Linked DNA regions of Zea mays: region 1 is linked to region 2. Evidence: chromatin contacts called from public Hi-C data. All regions are on one chromosome and are shown on one strand. The core of a region is the stretch at or near the end of the contact, and the rest is flanking DNA. Distances in the headings are between cores, read along the strand shown.

Region 1 (4,825 bases), core at 1,080-3,579, 120 kb before region 2:
AAAGGTTTTATGTGTTTAAAATAGGATTAAGTGTGGGATTAATTTTCTTACTGTTGTCATGATAAAACAGAGGCTCTAGGTTATAGATAATAAAATTAGAAAATTTCAGGAACTGGAATGAATTAATTTGAAGTTAGTATGTATTTTCTATGAATTTATAAAGTTCTAGTAATTATTTTCATGTTAGAAATCCATTTTCTATTCATTTATTCGATTTAAACTAACTCTGGGCTGGGCCTCATTTACCAAAAAGGCCAGGGGGCTCGGGGTAAGACTCCTAAGACACAGCGCACAGTGAAATAGAACGGCGGGTTCATTCTAAAATACCCTAGGGTCTCTTTAGCAAAATGTACCCGCGAAGGGGTATCCTTCATTCTGAGCCGCCTGATCCTATTCCTACGGCCCAGATTAAATCATAACTCGAGCGAACCGGCACAAAACGACAAGCGCATGATCGGGATCAGACGCACTAGATCGATCTGCGCGAAGCGCGCTGCCTACCGGTCATCGCCAAATCGACGGCCCTAACTGATACGGAGAATGGGTATGACGTGGTCTGTTCGGAGCCACGCACTGGTCAATCAACGGCTAGGAGTGACCGAAGTCCCTGAGATCCCAGATTTGATCGCGACCGCTTATGCGCGAATCAACGGTCGAGAGTGATCCGCCCAACCCGGGCCGACTCCGGCGGTGAAACAGGAACCTCGCGGCGGCGTGGTTCGCCGGAGCACGATGAAACACCTTACAGGTGATTGGATTGCTACGATGATGGGGAATTTACGTATATAAGCTGACAATGAACTTGATGGGAAGAAGTTTACCGTGAATCTGGGCGCAATCGACGAGGTTCACGCAGAGCCGCGGCACGGCGGTGGTGTACCGAAACCGACGATGAATTCCGTCCGCTAAGGTTGCTCCAGGTGTCCGCTGGTGGTGCGCGCACCCATTCCAAGGTTAGGAGAAGCTCCCCAGGCTACCGGAGGGTGCCAATCGAGATCAGGGCGCGAAATAGACGACGGCGCGGAGCTTCGCCTCCCGGTGTCGCACTGCTCTCAACTGTACTGAGGTGGTCGCGAAGAAGAAGGGAGGAAGAGCGAAACTGAGACCCCGAATCCTTTGTAGGCGCTAGGGTACCCAGGGCGCGGTCACCAGACCCGCGAGTATGGCGCGGTCTCCCGCCGAGTTCGGGGAAAATTCGTTGAGGGAGGTAGGAGACGAGCTGACTTGCGGGCCCCGTGGACCAGCGGCACAAGCAGCGGACGCTCGCGAGTGATGCACTGGCCGAGCGGGCCCATGTGTAAGTGGCAGATGACATTTGCGCGCAGGTGGTTAGTGGTGGGCTTCGTGGGCCGCGCAGTGGGGATGCGGTTGTGGGCTGAAATGATTTGGTGGTCCGACTGAATTCCTTCCTTTTTTTCCTTTTATATTTTCCTTTCTCTTTTCCCTTTTAGATTTTCCAATTCAAATTTAAATTCTAGTTTTAAATTCAAACTTGTGACAAATTTATCCTTTTATTATATTGTGCCAGGACAAGTTACAATTTGGAGATATATTTATATATATCATTTATATTTTTATATCACATAATATTTGTTTGCTTCTCTTTTCTAAATTCTAGAATCTCTTTTAGGTTTTAAATTCCACTTTGGGCTTTTTAATATATTCCTTGTCACATTCCTATTATATGTTGTCACAAAATGCACACCAAATAAAACCTCAACATGATGCACAATTTAATGGTATATCCTTTTATTAATTATTTATTTTTTTGAATATGGTGCTCACAAGTGATGATACATAAAGATTAAACTCACATAAAGAGAAATTGTTTCTCTATTGGTATTATTCTTAGCAAATTACAAAGTGGGTGTTACAGTGAAGTAGGGGCGAGCTTGGTTGGTAGCGGACAGTCATCTTCAGAAGATGTGGATCCAGACGTCTAGGAGGTCTGAATCGATGAAGTCGCTTCAACCTAGGGGCCGGAGCAGACGCACGGTGGGAGTTTGCTTCGGCCGTCTACCTGGAACTGCGTGCTCGAGCCTTCGCCGAGATGGTGATGCTGCGCGTGACGGCGGTGTGCTGGTGCCCTCACCAGACGCTGATGCTTCATGCGGTCGTCATAACGCTGGTGTGCCACGACCACGGTGGTGCTGATCGCGACCTAGGGTGGTCACGACGCATGGCGCGCCGAGGAGACTCCGTGCCGAGGAAGGGCTTCGTTGCTGTAGCAGTGGCAGCGGCGTGACCAGAGTTCTAGAACCCTAGCGGCTAGCGGTGGATGTAAGTGCTAGGCGGAGCATCAGACATGGGCTGAAGCGGAAGAAAGAGAGAAACAATTGGTCGCATATGTGAGCAGGGCCATTTTGGTTTAGGCACTTTGCGGGATGGGCCTGAGGTTGCTGTGCGCCTGTGCACTTGAGATATGGCTGGTGAACAGATATCATCATCCAAGGCGATTTTTTTTAAAAGAGAGAGTGTGAAGAGGTATTGCTAAAAGTGTCATATGAGCCGATTCGATATAAGAATCGATGCTGAGGTGTTTTTCGGCACATTATATTTGCTCGAAAAACAGGGGGGTATGTGTTGAATGTGAAATTTATGATCCGTTGGTGCAGGGCTGTAGAAGGTATACGAAGTTGCCTACTGCAAAATAGGAGAGAAAGCAAATTATTAACAGGTATATAAATGAGATGCACGGCGATATGTGACCAGTAATGCATAATCAAGAGGCATGTCAGGATAATGACGCAAGGCTATAAAAGTGGAATCTGTTAGTATTATTCCTATTATTTAGACTAAGTTAGTTCCTATTATTTAGTAAAGGTAGCTCCTGTTATTTAGATTAAGTTAGCTATCAGGTTTCAGAATCGACTATATAAATATGTTGTAAGCTACAGTAACGCGAACAGAAGAAAAAAGAGCTTACAATTACCTTTTTTTTATCTGTTATCTATTTCCTTTGTTTTTCTTTCTTTGGTGTTTTGCCGAGAAAAACACTCAAAATTCTCTGCGAAAGTGAGATCATCGTTGTTGCTTAAAAGAAAATACTGGTAGCAACAGACAACAGCACAGCAGTTACTAGTTTTAATCATATCTCTTCAAATATTCATCCAAAAATAGCAAACTAGGATTTTCTGGAAAGCTTAAAAGTGAACTATAACTTTGGTATTTTCACCTCAACCTGATTCAACACATAGCAAAGTCAAAAAGTGCAATCACAGCAGCTCTGTCTAGATTTGGACAGATTCAGACTTGCAACTTCAAAAATTTACAACTAGAGATTCAGACATCCAAACAAGTTGATTCTAGACTTTCTGGAAAGCTAATTAAATGTTGTACAAATTATTTATAAACATCTTAAGGTGATTCAATGTTTAACTAAGAATAAAAGACACTAGAAGGCTTTGTTGTCCCGAATAGGACAGATTCAGTCTTCAGATTTTAAACATTCATAACTTAATCTTCAGACCACCAAAAAGAGTGATCCAAGACTTTTTGGAAAGCTTGGCAAAAGAACTACATAACTTTTATAATCACCAAGAAGTGATTCTAGGTTTAATCAAATCAAACATTACAGTTTTCGAAATCTGTGCTGACAGTGGACAGAACACAGCAACCAGTTTGTAAAATTTATAACTCTTAAACTGTCAGGCCTATGGTTGTAAAATTTTAACACAAGCAAGATAAGAAAAGCGTCTACAACTTTCTTATAACGACCATGAACTGATTGCAACATTAAATTGAGCAAACAATGCAGTTTCTGAAATCTGTACAGAATTTGCACAGATTCAGTTACTAAATTTGTAAAAATCATAACTCCTAAACGATCGGACTTAAGCCTGTCAAATTTTAACACAAGTAAGATAATAGAGTTATCTACAACTTTTCTATAGCACATATCTACATAAAACACCATTTAGTTCATCAAACATACAGTACGGGGAAATCGCTGCGTGCAGCCCAAAACAGCAATTAATACATTTCAGCTTCTATACAATTCAAGAATTTCCGCATTTTAGAGACTTGACTTACTCTAACTTATATCAAGACAGACATAAGCATAGTCACACAATAGATGACGTGTCAGCTACGTAGTCATGCCATCACTTCACCCCACACTCCCAAGTAACAAAACAACTCTAACCGAACTTGGCATTTGGCCGATTGATTCCTAACCCATTTTTCATACCACCACTACACCACCCATCGCAAACATAGACTAATTCAATCATACTTCATATGGCAATTTATACAGAGTCGCAGAGTAACAATATTAACACATAGGTAAGCGACATTTCTTCACGACTTTTGGCTAAGTCGTCAAACAGACGACATGATGACTACGAAGGCATGTCACCATTTCATCACACACACTCATCTCCTATATGCGCACTAATCCATTTCTTGCGACATATGCATTCAAAATCAATCCACACTACACAAGTACACTTATCTCTTATTTATGCGCAGACTTAACACCTTTCGGGATAAAACGTCACTATAAACACCTTACACATAATTGCATTACCAACCGACTTGTTCTCTCGGAAACATCTAGTCGAAGCAATGAACCCAACCGTACACTATGTGCCAGGTGAAATTCAAGGAACGCGTAAGGTGTACTGGCTCGACTTATAATTATAGAGAAAGCGATGACTACTTTGGCATGTCACCACCTCTCTATTTAAGCCAAGTCAATTTCTACTATCGACTAAGAGTTCTAAGTATTAAACACATTATTACTTTTCATGCACAAATAAATCTCAACTTAACACCATTTTTGGTTAACTCGATCGACATACTATGCATGTCCTTCGCCCTTCAA
Region 2 (4,695 bases), core at 2,036-4,535:
GGGCAAGGGGAGGGGGCAGCTCGCGACGGGCGTTGCAGACTTTATTAGCACGCCCACGCTAGGCGTTGCGTGCCTGCTCCAACTCTAAGCATTGAATTACTTTAATCTAGCGTGTACTTTTATGGCTTGTTTGGTGACCAGTGAAATAGAGGGAATCTATGAGGTTGAATAGCATGTACTTTTAGCTAAAAGACGCTTAAGATCGCCAATAGTGGAACAACGACTATACATACTTCTCACCAGAACATGAAACGATACCATTATAGAAATGCTAAAGACTCCCTAAGATCATATGTTTCCTTATTTTAATATACTCATTGATGGAGTTAGCAACATTATTGTAGGCGAGCATGTAGAGGGAAGCGATGTATATTTTGGCGAGGGAAGAAACCACTGTGGTTGAGTTCACCGACTCTACGAGTGAATTAGGGGGAATGGTCACCCAATCTGTCAAAGATTTGTAGAAAGAGTCTGCATGTGGTGCCTTCGATGAAAGTAGAGTGAATGATAGATCCACGAGTCATTGAAGTAGTCTTGCATCAGCTGATTGTGGGTGACTTCATGATCCTGGTCGATGTAGCTCCACTGCTCTTCACCTTCCTATAATTGAATACTCGGAGGCAAGCTTCACATCACGTATTTATCATAGTTTCATGCAATATATAGAGTATCTCGTCTTCATCTATCTCAACGCTAGAGGTCGCGGAGGACATGAAAGAATTATTTGGAGTGAAAGGATAGTGACAAGAATGAAATAGGAAGTGTTAGGAGCAAAATGGAGAGTGAAATGTGTGAATGGATCCAAACATCCCTCTCTATTTGTAGACCTAATTTTATTTATTTATTGATTTTTTGAATTGTTTTTGTAATCCCACTAGCTAATAGATGGATAAACTATAGTCCTATGGAGAATACTTCCGCTTCTCTGTGACAACTGTCCACCACTGGGAGTAGTTTCTTATTTATATTTATGAATTATGCAGTTTTTATTTTATATTTAAATTATATACTTTTAATTATTTTTATGAATTGTGTAATTTTATATGATTAATTATATAATTGGATGCATTTTTAATTCAATAAAATGACATATTCAATGTCAACTAAGAACCTATAAAAGAAATGCTGATGTGATGTTGAGATGATTATAAGCTAAGTTAAAGATAGTGCACTGGATAGTTGTGATCGACAAGGGTTGATCAACTAACGACCCTGCTATCAAACATGTCAACCCTTATTTGCCGGAGTGCTCTAGTATATAGCTTGTAGCTTCGGCCTACAACCACCAAATTGCCACTTTTATAGATTTTAGTTGCAATAAACTATCATTTTATCGAAATAAAAATACACAATTAAGCAAATAAAAAGTATTTAATTTATAAAACATAAATAAAATTACATTAAAACTACATAATTCAAAAATAAAATCTAATTGCCAAAATGTAGATTCTAGATATACTCCATTAAATCATTTTGACGCTGGTCATGAACCATACTAGCATGAATTGTGGCCTCACATTGAATGATGTCTATAAATCTCATGGGTGCATGGAAATGATGGTTGGTGCTACAATGGAGGACTCGACTATCTCATAGTTATCCATATCATATGCTTTTTTCATGCTTATCTTTAACAATCATGTTGTGTTGAACGATACATGCACACATGATCACACTAAGTATTTGCTGGGAAAAAGAATGACCTAGGCTAGCGAGAATATAGAAGCAATCCTAGAGGACCCCAAATGATCTCTGTACGTCCTCTCGTGGCATGCAACAAACATATGCTGCTTTCAGAGTCTATAGGAGAAAATGGTCTTCACAAACACTGACCACTAGAACTAGATGCCATTGGCGAGGTAGTACTCTTAGTTATACTATGTCCATTCATCATGAACTTCACATTTGATGTTTCTCTCTTGAGCTCATCAATGAATAACAACGATTGGTTGAGCGCATTGACATCGTTGTTCCACCCTACTATAAAAAAGCATGCAAAATTCATAAGTCATACGAGGCATCCGTCTCGAGCATTATGGGCAGGGATCCAGTGTCCCCCAAAGTAAACTTCTCTTTCCATTCAACGAGACAATTTTTCTACTTAATGCATGTAATATGTACTACCTATGTACCCAAAAATCCATCTCTTCCCTTTAGCTAAAAGATACTTAAGATCGCCAACAGTGGGACAACGATTATACATACTTGTCACCAAAACATGAAACAACACCATTATAGAATTGCTCAAGACTCTCTAAGATCATATGTTTCCTTATTTTAATATATTTATTGATGGAGTTAGCAACATTATTGTAGGCGAGCATGTAGAGGGAAGCGATGTATTTTTGGCGAGGGAAGAAACCACTGTGTTTGAGTTCATGACTCTACGAGTGAATTAGGGGGAATGGTCACCTAATCTGTCAAAGATTTATAGAAAGAGTCTGCATGTGGTGCATTCGACGAAAGTAGAGTGAATGATAGATCCACAAGTTATTGAAGTAATCTCACATCAGCTGATTGTGGGTGGCTTTATGATCCTGGTCGATGTAGCTCCACTGCTCTTCACCTCCCTATCGTTGAATACTCGGAGGCAAGCTTCACACCGCTGTATCTATCATAGTTTGATGCAATATATAGAATATCTAGTCTTCATCTATTTGAATGCTAGAGGCCGCGGATGACATGGAAGAATTTTTTTTGGAGTGAAAGGGTAGTGAGAGGAATGAAACAAAGGAGCAAAATAGAGAGTGAAAAGCGTGATTGAATCCAAACATCCCTCTATTTGTAGACCTAATTTTAATATTTTTTGAATTGTTTTTGTAATCCCACTAGCTAATAGATGGATGAACTGTACTCCTATGGAGAATACTCCCGCTTCTCTGTGACAACTGCCCACCTCTGGGAGTAAACAACTGTAAATGAAGCGATATCCGATCTCACGCTATCTCGTAACGGGCTGAACTGAAAATCACAATCCAATACATTTCCATGAACCTAAACGCGTCGTTAGATCTACTCTATTAATTTTACCAGCTAATAACTACGGTAGTCTTTAATTTTAGTCGGCTACTATAGCTGCATCCAATGCTAACCGTAGGGGCAATCGTCGGCCCAAACCAAAACATTTGCCCAGTGGCTGCCACACCCACACCTCATCCTGAGCTGCTGCAGCACCTGCAAAGCTCTGCAAGCATCCAGCACAGGCCACACTGGCCACCTCTCTCTCACTCTCTTCACTCCCACAGCCGCAGTTTATATAAAGCAAAAGCGGAGGAGAGCAACGCGCCACACAAGCAAAGAACTTGGCCCCGCCTCCCGTCTCTTACCGCACATGCGCGTCGGGCCGCGTCGACATAGCTGCTTGCCGCCGACACCCGCAGCCGCAATGGCCGTCGCCCACGCGCCGCCGCGCCGGGGCGTGCTCCCCCTCCTGCTCGTCGCCGCGCTCGTGGCGGCGTTGCCGGCCACCTGCGCCGCGGCCAGGAGCAAGAAGTCGTACACGGCCATCTTCAGCTTCGGGGACTCGCTCTCCGACGCCGGCAACCTCATCGTCAACGGCACGCCCAAGGCGCTCACCACCGCGCGCCCTCCCTACGGGATGACCTTCTTCCGCAAGCCCACCGGCCGCTGCTCCAACGGCCGCCTCGTCGTCGACTTCCTGGGTACTGCACTGTACCCTAGTAGTAGTTCGTTCCAACACCGGCAGCTGTTTTTATTTCGCTTCCGTGACTAATTTTTCCCAACTGCTTGTACTTATTTTTGTGGTCTCTGGGATATCTAATTCAAACGTCTCCGTCGCTAAAACTTTTTGATTTGAGTGTCAAGAGGAGCCTGCTATGACTTGGGTGGTCAAGATGAAATTGACCTGTTCTTTTCTTTTTATTAAACAAAAAGTTTGGTAGAGCAAACCTAAAATTTGTTTGTTAAATTTTAGAAAAAGGGAAAAACAAAGATGAGGTGACTAGTGACTACTAAATTTGTTTGTAAGAGTCCCATTTCTTTGCTCTCAGCTCTTCATTTCTCTGTGGTGCTACCCTTTTAATCAGGCGAGGGCGAGGGCGAGGTCAAAAGGGGTTGATTTTTTCCGACCTTCCTTTATAAAAAGATGGAAACGAGTGGTAGAAAACTGGTGGTAAAAAGGGTTGCTGCTTTGCCGCGCTGTGAATCGTTGCCGTCTCCGCTCTGCTGCTAGAGTTTTAGCAGAGTACTGATGCGAATTAAAGTCTCTTCTTTCCCTTTTGTGATGGGAACCTTTGGCCAATTATGCAGCCGAGCATTTCGGGCTGCCACTGCCGCCACCGTCGCAGGCCAAGGGCAAGGACTTCAAGAAGGGCGCCAACTTCGCCATCACCGGCGCGACGGCCCTGGAGTACTCCTTCTTCAAGGCGCACGGCATCGACCAGCGCATCTGGAACACCGGCTCCATCAACACCCAGATCGGCTGGCTCCAGGACATGAAGCCGTCCCTCTGTAAATCGGAGCAAGGTCCGGCCCCAATCTCACCCGCACTGAATGTTCTCGAAAATTTTGCAGTGGATCACCGAATGTTGGTTGCAGACTGCAAGGATTACTTCAGCAAATCCCTGTTCGTCGTCGGGGAGTTCGGGGGCAACGACTACAACGCGCCGCTCTTCTCCGGCGTCCCATTTTCTGATGTCAAGACTTACGTGCCCCTTGTTGCAAAGGCTATCGCCA

What was found. Hi-C and Micro-C count contacts between places; a contact is called where the count stands out from the background.
Region 1: a Hi-C map of ear shows a contact between it and region 2, with 2.8 times the contacts expected there. The contact joins the enhancer-like site here to the promoter of LOC100283707 in region 2. A contact is called at or near these places in 2 of 25 Hi-C or Micro-C datasets (ear and tassel).

The regions. Positions count from the first base shown.
Region 1 is chr9:68,183,360-68,188,184 of Zm-B73-REFERENCE-NAM-5.0, reverse strand. No RefSeq gene overlaps it. Among protein-coding and RNA genes, the nearest start is that of LOC103632007, 92 kb to the left of the region's middle. Within about 2 kb of position 2,329, at least 15 of the 20 cell types and tissues checked have an H3K27ac peak or open chromatin away from gene starts, as enhancers often do. A contact at or near this core is called in ear and tassel, where this site is marked.
Region 2 is chr9:68,069,066-68,073,760 of Zm-B73-REFERENCE-NAM-5.0, reverse strand. It overlaps LOC100283707, which reads left to right and starts at 3,285. Exons shown (of 5, transcript NM_001156606.2): 1 at 3,285-3,662; 2 at 4,270-4,485; 3 at 4,558-4,695. The coding sequence starts at 3,332.